Linked DNA regions of Drosophila melanogaster: region 1 is linked to region 2. A link is a contact called in public Hi-C data. All regions are on one chromosome and are shown on one strand. The core of a region is the stretch at or near the end of the contact, and the rest is flanking DNA. Distances in the headings are between cores, read along the strand shown.

Region 1 (5,714 bases), core at 2,308-4,807, 55 kb after region 2:
TTTTATTATTATTAGAATTGTTCTCCAAGTGTGAGAGCGTGTGTGTTTGCCCCTGGGCAAAGTGCAAAAACCCCAAAAGCTGGCGACGCTTAATTAGCAGAGTGAAAAGTTTCTATCACGTGATGGCGTTGGCGAATGTTGGCGACAAGCGCGGCCATAAATGTATATACGACCCGAATATTGGTCAATACACACTTGAATCTGACAATTTCACCATTACGCTCTATATATATTTTAAATGCCAGCTTGCCGTCTGACCGATAAGGCGGCCGATTGACAGCGTGGACGAGGCGCTAATCGAGTTAACCAGGCAACGGGGGCCCTCAGATTAATGGCCCCAAAAATAAATGGGAAAACGATTGAAACATTTTATGGGCCCTGTCAACAATGGTTGCCGAAATTTGTTATCCACTAGGTTTTTTTTGCATATCGACAGTTTGGTATCATCGTGAGTTGTCGAAATACGTTTTTTGATCGTTATCAAACTGACGTGAATACAACTTTTATTAAATACATAAAAAATACAAAAAAGAATTGCGTTTTAGAGGATCTTATATTCCAAAATTCAATGGTATTGTGTTTGCCAAACTAAGCAACAAAAAATCATAGTTGTAAATAAAATAAGGGGAAAGCTCAACGAAACCTTCAAACCCGATAGTTCTCTGGTGAACTATATGCACATTAGAAGTTTCATAAAACTAAACAAATAAATACTTTTTCGCAGAACTGTAAACTTATCCGTTTTGATTTCGCAAAAATTAAAAATACTTGTATATTGTAGTTGTATAAAAGGTGTCAATAATATTGCGTTCCTAGAAAAGCGGACGTGGGTGTGTCCGCCAGTTAACCGTTAACAGAGCATCCCGCAATCACAGTACCATTCACACTCGCAGTCACAGCAACAGGAACCAAAGCCACAATCAGAGCCCACGCACAAGTTAAGCAAAAAGTGTCAAAAATAAACATTGTAAGCCGTATGCAGCAGCATACATAAGTAAATAGTGTAATAAATAATAATGAAATGAGAATTAAGCGCAAAGGCAACAAAAACAATGCGCCGCGCCAACAACAAAAAGTGTATGACATAATAATCACGAGAGCAGGCCGCGACCGCCGATTAGCAAGTCATGTGATTCGCTTTTATTTACATTTGCGCCTGACGTTGCCGCCGCCTTCCCCCGGCACGTACCCGTAAAAGTATACCAACGTACGCCTACGTCTGCGTGAGTGCGAACGAGAGGGCATCGCACACGACGCGATAACGAATGAAGCCGAGAACAATCCGATCGCTTTGTGGGCCGTAGAGGAGAGCCATGTAGTGCGTTGGGAGAGGTAGAGCATAGTGGGGCACAGTTATTTGCGCGCGCAGCTCGATCGATGGGTTTGGAGCCATGCGAGCGAAAGAAACGGCAATGGCCAAACATCAACGCACCTCCTCGCACACATGCACCCACCATGACTACCCAATATGCACTGCTGGGGGTGTTGGGTGATTTAGGGCTTGTTGTTGGTTTCTTCGTGGAGCTGGTTGTGATGCAGGCTATCGTTATCGATATAAGTACAGTGAAGCGCAGCAAGAACCATATTATTCGCCTGTGATAAATTATTAAATATAAATTTAAATCGCAAAAAATAGTAGAAAACTACAACATTTTACATTAACATTGTTTAGTTAAAAACAACAAAACCGACTCAATATAAATATGTATTTACTTTAATAAATCTGAATTTTTACCAGTTTTTAAAATGTAAGAAAAGAAGAATAATCCTTCTTAACTGCAAGCACCTGAAATAGGAATTTCTTTCAAAAACAGATCAGGTAGCTTTAAGAAGAACCCACTGTGGCTATAACAACAGAGGAACCAAGATAATGCGCCTCCTTTGTTACGTTTTCGAGGCAGCTGCAAACGCATCTTTGTAATCCCCTCAGATTTTGCTTTCACTGCCATTTCACTGTGGATTTGCGTCCTTTCATGTTGGCCAGACTGGCAGATTCTATCGAATAAGGCGGCAAGCGGCGTACGTGACGATGATTAGTGCATGCCGAATTTGTGTGCTGGGTTATCGTCCTCGTTTTACTCTTTGCCAATTTGCGTACGAAGCACGGGTGTAGGAGGAAGAGGAAGTGCAGGTGGTGCAAGAGAGAGGAACATGAGTGCCGGTGGAGGGGGCGGGGCGTATATGTATGTACATACATACATATGTATAGTGTGAAACGCATCATGAGAACGCCTTTTCGCACGTCTCTCTTTGTGTGAATGTATGTGCTTCCGAGTGATTTTGCAGCTGCACCTATTTTCCCCCTTTGTTGTGCGCGCATTTTATCGATACACTAATACCGGGTGTTAGGCAGTTTTGTTGTTAAAAAGATAAACACTTACCTTAGATAATTTCGCGAAGTTTGTTTTGTAGCTTTTGCGGACGACGAACTATTGCCAGCAGAGGCCGTGGCAGCGACGCCGGCAGAGGCGTGAGCTGTACGTGCCGGCAATGTTGTTGTAGTAGCTGATGTTGCTGTTCCTGTAGTTGCTGTTGTTGTTTGGCTATTAATTAGCGCTGCTGCTGCTGCGGACGCTGCGGTCAGCGTGGGCGCTGCCGCTAAATTCGCTGGTGTTGTTGGTGTTGCCGACGGAAAGAAGAGTTTATTCAATAGGGCCATAATAAGACACGATGTCCGCAATCTGTTAATAAACACATCTGGCCAATCGAAATCTCAGAATCGAAGATCGAATATTGAATTTATTTCTGATTTTGTGTGGAAATGGAAATAAAACACAGACACGCACGCACACAAACAAGGGCGCACTTTTCGCTTTCCTTGGAATGAGTGGTTGTTGCTGTTGTTGTTGGCGAAAGAGACGTCTACCGTTACACGCGCGCCTGCCAGAGCGAGATGGCGGATGCTGCACAATCAAAACCAAAACTTTCGCTTTGCACTTTTCTTTCTTGCACTGCTTCTGATCTATCTGATCTCTTCCTGTACACAAACACACACATACGCACTTGCAGTGGAATTTATTTGATTGAGCAAAAATAATATATGGCTATTTTTGTGTTATTTTCGCGAATCGGCTGCGGAAGCGACACAGGTTCTTTACCGTTCCACATCGAAATGAGAACCGAATATCGCTGGCGTCCGCTTTAAAAAGTTTGCAAGAGACGCGTCGCAGTCGTTAAATGTGTGTGAGTGAAAGAGAGGGAGAGCGGCAGCAGCGTTTAAAGAGCACCATCTGTGTTTGTTTGTTTGAGTGTGTGTAAATGGTTTTCTGTCGTTGCTACCAATGCGAGCTTCTTTTGGCCAATACACACTTTTTTGTTGTCATTTATCATTGACTTCCCACTTCCTGCCCACCTATTTCACCGTCTTTCTCTCGGTTCTCAGATCAAAGTCAAGTCACTTATTTTAATTGAACACTTTGCGGCTTTGTTTGCTCTCGCTCGAGGTGTTACACTCCGCTTTTTGGCCTGGCCCAAAGGTTAGTCTTTGGTCTTAACGCTTCGCGCTGACTGTTTGGCCTTTATTTACAATCACAAACACAAACAACACAAGAGCATTTTGCAACGCGAAGTTAGCTGCAGCTGCGCGCCAGTGTGTGCACGCCAAGTGGCAGAAGTATGAAGGCAGTTTTAGGGGATACTTTAAGTGTTGCCCCACCATTTGTCGTGCATTTAACGGAAATTCGAAAATTCTTGTTCTTGTGGTTCGTCAAAAGAAAAAAATGTTATTTCTGAAAACATATTTTAAAAAAACCTATCAGATGATGTTTACAATTCATATATTGTAGTGTCTACAGTTGTACTTTCTACAATTTTGAAAACCTTGCACCTCGAATTTAAACAAAATTTAATTTAAAAAAATTCTGGACGAATTTTTATTTAATTTTAAATTGTTGAACTTTATTTTTGTTGGCTTACATAAACATACTTCAAAATTTTTTAGGCCCACATGCGAAGGAATTGTGGGAAAATGGTTTCGACATGAATAGAATTCACCCTTTTTATAAATTCATACGATCTGGTTAGCGTGTGCTGTCCATCCTCATTCTCATCCTCTATATCCTCCATATCTCATTATTAGCTGTGTTTTACTTAACTTTAACTGGAACCGAGCGAAATTAGAAAAACATTCAAATCTTAAACATTAGCGCTAAATATTCGTTCGCCTAGGAATTCCGTTATTGAAAGGTTTTAAGAGATTTTGATCAAATAGAACATACATATACATATTAACCATATATAAATGTGGCGACTTTGAGTCGCCCTGGAGAAGCTTACGATAGTTACTTTCTCATCTTTTGTTTCTGTGTTTTCTTATGTTTTTAGGATCGTTAAACTGGTTGCTTGCATGCGTGCGTGTTTATGAATATAGTGTGTTTTCGTGTGAAAGTGTGTGAATAAGTCATGATTTTTCTGTATCCCTGTGCGAGAGCTACTGCATCCTCCTAGTCCTTGCAGGTGGACGTGTCCATTGGACTGGCTGGCTGGATAAAGGCCGTGGCCGCCGAGCTGGGCGGATTGGTTGGCGTAAACGCCGACAGTGAGGAGTTGCTGCTGCTGTTAACAAGATTGCCGCTGGACGAGTTGTTCAGGCTGATGTTCATCAAATTGGACGACGACGACGAAGCGCTGGAGTGGCTAGTGAGCTGGGCCAGCAGACCTCCACCTCCACCGCCGGCCAAGAAGGTGGCACTGCCGCCAGCCGAATTTGACGAGCCAAGGCTTAGGCGTTCGCCTCCCAGATTCGAGAGAAAGCCGCCAGCGGCATTCCCAGCTGATACGGACGCGGACGATGAGGAGCTGCCGGTTCCCAAAATGCCCAGCAGTGGGTTGGTTGAGGTCAGCACGTTCGGTGCGGAAGTGTTCAGGCCCAGCATGGGCGTTGGCAGTGCTGGCTTTATGAAGCGTTCGCTGGCACGACGATTCTGAAACGAAGAATTTTTAATTTTACAAATCTGGAAAGCAACATTTCACAATATCGTACTCACCACTAGCTGGCCGCAGGCATAGCAGCGGTTTTGCACCGCCGTGCCCGGACTTAGAGGTCGGCTACTCGAGGGACTGTGGGAGACGGGACTGCTGATGGTGCGTTGACGTTGGGCGCTCACCGCTGAAGCTGCGGCGGCGGCTGCTGCCGTCGCTACAGCGAACGAACCGCCTCCCATCAGGTTCTCGTTGTAGAAGCGTTCCTCGTCCATCTCCAGCGAGGATTCCGATTCGGAGAGGTGCCGGCATAGGGCTTCGCGGCGCTCCACCTCCTGCTTTAGCTTGCGCTGAAGGCGAGCGTTTTCCTCGCGAATCGACTTCTCTTCCTGCGCATACTGCTGTGTTTTGATAGTGGCTTCCTTCTGAGCGCTCGCCAGGTCGGAGCGATAGCGAAGCACTTCGGAGCGCAGAATCTGGATATGAGCACTCAAACTGGTGGCCGTATCGCCACCATTGGCATGGGCGTTGTTTGTGATGTCTCGCGGCGTAGTCGGATCGGAAACCGGCTGATCCAGCTTGATTTGCAGCGAACGCTTCTCGGTCTCCAGCTTGTCCATGCGCTTCCACAGCTTGTTTACAAGAGCTTCCTGTTCCTGCTCAAGCGTGTTCTCCAACTCGACCATTTCGCGGCGCAGCTGCTCGAGATTGGTCTGCTTGTTGTCCGTCTCCGCCTGGAGCTTCTCAATCTTGCGCATAAGCTTGTTGACGAGGCACTCCTGCTCCTGCTCAAG
Region 2 (5,484 bases), core at 2,855-5,354:
AGCCAGATAAAGCGGCGAACTGCATCTATAAAACAGTAGTCGACTCTAAAAGTTACTGGGTAGAGTTAGAAAAGAAAAGTAGTTGGTTGTTTAAGGTTCCTGCGAATTCAAAAGTCCGTCTGCAATGTACTGGCTCTCAAATTGAATTGTTTGATTTGCCTCAGCAAGGAGTTTTAAGCATTGCGCCATATTGTACGGCAAGAACCGACGATAAAATTCTAGTTGCCCACCATAACATTCAGTCCGAAAGTGAAGAATTATTATCAACACCTTATATAGGAGAAGTTAGTGGAGTGCCGAAGATTATTTGGGATCCGCTGAAACTATCAATATTAAATCATACTGAGGAATTTGAACGATTGAATAATGAAATTAAATTTATGAAAGAGAACCATCAAAAATTGAAAGATTTACATTTCCATCATATTTCCGGACATGCTGGATTAATTATTGCTTTAATACTAATGATAGTATTAATAATATATTTCATACGGAAATGTGCTGTGCAACAAAGAATGCAAGCAATAACCTTTGCAGGTCCGTTGCCAGTACTATAAATATCAATAGTAAATAAACAATAAAATAATATAACAAATAAAAATATACAGTCCACTAATAGAAAATGTACTTCTACATAGAAAAAGCAAAATGTTTAAAATAAGTTAATTAAGTACAAATTGTTGAATTAAAAATAATATAAACCATAATTGTAATCCAATAAAATTAAAAGCCAGAAAAACTAGGCCCATTGAAATCTTAGTTGCAAAATAAATGAACATATATCAAATAAATACAGTCCACTACTGTTATAAATGCAACTAATATACTAATGTACATCTCAGCTTTGCTGGCCCTTTGGCAGAATGTTCACACATGAACACGAATATATTTAAAGACTTACAATTTTGGGCTCCGTTCATATCTTATGTAAATGAATCGAGAGCGATAAATTATATTTAGGATTTTGTTATCTAAGGCGACATGGGTGCATTGCTCAAAAACATGTAATTTAAGTGCACACTACATGAGTCAGTCACTTGAGATCGTTCCCCGCCTCCTAAAATAGTCCCTTAGTGGGAGACCACAGATAAGGTCCTCGCCGCTCAAGATAGGCAGATGTGCCCGAGCGTGGGACCTCGATAAGGCGGGGACTATTTACGTAGGCCTCTGCGTAGGCCATTTACTTTAAGATGCGATTCTCATGTCACCTATTTAAACCGAAGATATTTCCAAATAAAATCAGTTTTCTTACAAAAACTCAACGAGTAAAGTCTTCTTATTTGGGATTTTACAATGTCTTTGACTGTATATCGGACCAAATTACCGGCTACTGTCTGGATCAATACAGCAGATATTAGTCTCTGTCTAGTGTGCGTAGCAATTAAATGGTTTAGTGCAAGTTGAATTCCAGTTTTTGTGTCAGGCCGCGACTATTGCGACTATTCCTGAGAAAAACAATGTAGGTGGCTTCAAACATTGTTGGAAATTACTAAACATATGTTTCTCGCTTTTCTTTTGAAAATTTCGTTTCAATGTTTCTTAAATAACTTGATATGATTTCACGGATATTCAAAATGGAAAAGTGTCAAGCAGAAGTCAACCCAATCGTGGTTACAAAAAAATAATAATAATAAAATAATAATAATAATAATAATATCTTGAACCTATATTATTAAATTAAAGGTATCAAATGGTTTAAGTAGATTACGGAAAAATTTTGAATTCTTTACATATTACTTACAGACTTTTTACATCGCGCCTTTCATGATCTTCCACAGTGGCGCCATCTGCAGTCGCATAGGAATAAGCTCTGTATGCTAGTGTTACCGCTCACCAAAACTGTAAAAATAATCGATATCTGGCACAAAACGATAGCGTTTCGATATGTTTGAGAGTCCAGGCCGTGCGCTAGCATTAACAGTCCCACCACTAACGCAAAAGTTTTCGGCTGTAAAAACGTAAATATTTAAACTTTAAGCAAGTTTAGTGTAAAAATAATCAAATCATGTGCGTTAATTTGCAAAAAGTCTGCGGGGCTATGGTCCATTTAGACTTAGTACTGGATTCAGCGGAAAACTCGCATTTCGCGTGCTTTTCACTTGTCCCACATTCGAGGTCCGCTTTTGCATCATGTGGAATTCCAGGAATTACCATCATCGTTTCAGCGATCAATGAGACACTGCCGCGTGTTCCCCTTTCTAAAAAGTGCATTTAGCAGGCATTTGATTGGTATTTTCCAACGTTTTTCCCCATTTAATTTCAAGGACTGTTCTTATATAATTGGAAAAGTGCAGGTGGGCGTCTCGTCGGCGGAAAAGCGCTTGCGCCGGCCGCCCCAAATGAAAAGTGAAATTTCGCAATGCAAAACAAGCGACGTCGGCGACGTCACATGTGGTTTTTTGTAAAATTAACTTGCCGCATTGATGACGCAATTGACCGAGTGCCGCGTGTGCTTTTCTCCCCGCCGCCCAATGAATCATCAATCAAAAGCAATGGCAATAGCAACAGCAAACCGCAAAGAAAGCGCGCGGCCGCATTGTCTGGGGCAGCACAACTAGTTATTTTTTTCTGCTGACGGATGTGGATCATCTGCCACAACCTATCATAAGTCGGCTGCAAAGGCCCCAGATCGGGAATAGTAACCACAAAAGTATTATAGTACTACGGAACCTCTACCTCCCCCTCGCACCCCGCTCCGCAATTACTTCATGCCCTTGGACCGCTCTTCTTCTTCTTCGCCTAGAGGGGGCTCGTCCAGGGTTTTTTTTTAATGGAATGCAAAACCCCACTGAGTGCGTCTCTCTTGCCTTCTTATACCCTTTTATAGGGTATCATGGCAATTTAATGTTTTACGCCAACTACGATAATAGCTTTTATTCAGTCTTAGACTAATTGGTACACTGATATCTACATAGTTATCATTCGATAGTCAAATTACCATTTCCGCTATTTTTTAGAGCAACATTAAAATTTACATTTTGCCACAAAAACCAAATAATAGTTTTTTATATAACTTTCTACATTATACATTTTTTTCGATAGAAAGTTAAACTATTAAATACTATAAAATACAACAATTCTAAAATAACTAAGAGTATCTAATGATCGGTGCCTCTTGAGTGTTCATTAATTTCGCACTCGCATCAAGGTAAATGGTTGTGTCTGGTGTGTGAACTTGAAACTTTATTGATTAGCGGAAAGGTAATTGATACACGCACAAATTCACTTGCGCTTGACCTATTAAATGCACTGTGAAAAATATGTTAAGAAATTGTTAAGATGTGATTCTGGATAGTGTACCAAATTTAATTTGAGTTGAGAAATCTTTTAGATATACAAACATTTTGTATTTTAATATTGTTTCTCGTTGTCTTTGGTATTATGTGATAAACAAGTTCTATGAATGTATTATACATTTTATTTTTTTGTGTATATCATACCGCTTTTTCTCTCCTCTCGTTTTTGGCTGTGTGGGCGGCATTCTTTGAAATGCCGGCTGACGAACGGACTTTGGGATTGTTGTAAACAAATTCGGGCTATAAATACGCAAGACATGGGCAACAACCAGGAGGCGAGGCGGTTAGATAAACGGAGGAAGTGCGGTCAATATGTAGATACATGAGTATGTACCTGACTGTTATCAGGTCCACCGATCGGCGACCGACCCAACCCCCTTTTGCCAGAAGATAAAGATACAACGCCGAGTTGTCATGTGGCCGCTTTGTGTGTTTTTATCACACACACACTCTGTATTTTTCTTCCAAGCTTGCAGCCCGCTCGGCGGTTCGTGAAGAGCAAATTCGATTTCTAAATTTTATATTTCACTCTCGAAGGCGGCCGCTTTTGTATTTTCGCTTCAGTCGACGCGCAGCACTCAGCACGAACAAACGTTTGACGCGTATCTGCGAGATACGGATACGAGTACGACGAGTACATATATTCGGTTGGTTTTTGGAGCAATCGCATGCAGTATATGCGTATATATTATACGGTGTCTTGATTCATTCCACCGCGGTGCAGTGCATATACAGTCGGAACTAGACCTTCCACCGACCGAAAGCCTAATGGATTTTTCCAGTCATGCTTCGAATTGTGGAACTGCAAGCTCATCCGTCGGACTATTTCACACTAATTAGCTCCATCATCTGGCCGTTCTAATAACTCAGCTGCTCTCACGCGAGCAGCTCTTCGTTTTTTTATTTTTTGCACTTATGTAATGTGTTTTCGTAACATCGACGTCGAGCAGAATATAATTGCAGGGAAAGCAGTATGTGAAAAGCGCCAGCACAAAACAAGCAAACAGATAAATGACACTGAAAGAAAATGTCGGGCTGCTAAATTGAATTATCTATTGTGGGGTGGACAATGTAACTGTAATTGTAGCTATGACCGAATCAAATAACCCGAGTGATGCACTTTCAAATACTTAGCTTTGACCACTCCAAACCGGTTAGCCGTTCCAATTGTTTTCTTTCATTTTTTGTGCTCTCATATCTGGGGGCCAGTATTTTGTAATCACTTCATTTGGATCGTCTGGCCAGCATGCGTTCGTCGATAAGACATGTGACCTGGCCACGCATTCGTTGCCCCATAAGTTCTCATTCCGAATTTCATTCAATTTGTACGTATTTTTTGCACGACTGGCTTTAGATAGGGATTCAATTACGACATCCGCACGCGCTAGCCTATCGCCAATAATTTGATTAATAACTTGACAAATTCTGGAAGTGCTGGCGTGGCATGACTGGAGGCCGGTTAAGCGCCCTCCTCTTATCACTGAATTGCGTCTAGAGGGTTCTGCGTTTAGTCATGGACCACAGGAATTTATAACTCCAAGCCAGGGACATTCGCTCTTGACGCCTTTGCGTTATCTGGGCAAACTCGTTTTGGGCCAAATACCCAGGTGAATGCTCACTGTGATTCGGAGACGGCAAACAAAAAGTGAGGGCAAATATTCACAACTGATTAAAAGTTGGGAAACGAACAAACTGCGCAAAAAGCAGCTGGCTCTCCCTATATAAAACCCCCCCATTTCACCATTATATTTGGGGGCCAAAGTATCTCCGCCATTTCTTGGCTGATTATCAAAAAAGCGAGCGACGGACTGGCGTATGGCATCACGTGTGCTTTTTTCCACCAAGCGATCCCCCGATCTCAACGGTCTAGTCTGGCTTTGGACGTATGTAAATTCCCCCCGCATCCATTCAATTGTGAACTTGTTTCGTGAGCGTGAGGGAATTTCATAACTGGCCCACTGGCCTGGCAACGAGTTCGGAACATTCGGTTGATCGGTGACACAGTTAAAACCCAGAACATGACCATGACGTAAAAACTTCTAGGCTATCTTATCGCGTTTACAGCAGCCGAGGGTCAGGAGTTCGGTGTTTAGGGGGTGGCACTGGCACTATCTTTTACGTGGCTTGTTTGTCAACAAAGCCGCCATCGATTAATCAGTTGGAAGTGATATAATAGTGGGCTGATAAG

Evidence for each region. Hi-C and Micro-C count contacts between places; a contact is called where the count stands out from the background.
Region 1: a Hi-C map of the S2 cell line shows a contact between it and region 2, with 4 times the contacts expected there. The contact joins the promoter of CG3764 here to the promoter of Cpr73D in region 2. A contact is called at or near these places in 9 of 107 Hi-C or Micro-C datasets (the D17-c3 cell line, the Kc167 cell line, the S2 cell line and 1 more) and 1 of 6 datasets of contacts at active chromatin or transcription factors (the S2 cell line).

What each region holds. Positions count from the first base shown.
Region 1 is chr3L:17,009,008-17,014,721 of dm6, forward strand. CG3764 reads right to left here and starts at 3,558. Exons shown (of 7, transcript NM_001275048.1): 1 at 2,382-3,558. The coding sequence starts at 2,659. CG6664 reads right to left here. Exons shown (of 5, transcript NM_168710.3): 4 at 4,986-5,714; 5 at 3,879-4,922. The coding sequence ends at 4,443.
Region 2 is chr3L:16,953,585-16,959,068 of dm6, forward strand. It overlaps Cpr73D (Cuticular protein 73D), which reads right to left and starts at 4,105. Exons shown (of 5, transcript NM_001316452.1): 1 at 3,441-4,105; 2 at 1,742-1,948. It overlaps Ogdh (Oxoglutarate dehydrogenase), which reads left to right and starts at 1,238. Exons shown (of 13, transcript NM_168704.4): 1 at 1,238-1,459; 2 at 1,744-1,958. Obp73a (Odorant-binding protein 73a) reads left to right here. Exons shown (of 4, transcript NM_001347747.1): 4 at 1,296-1,358. The coding sequence ends at 1,358.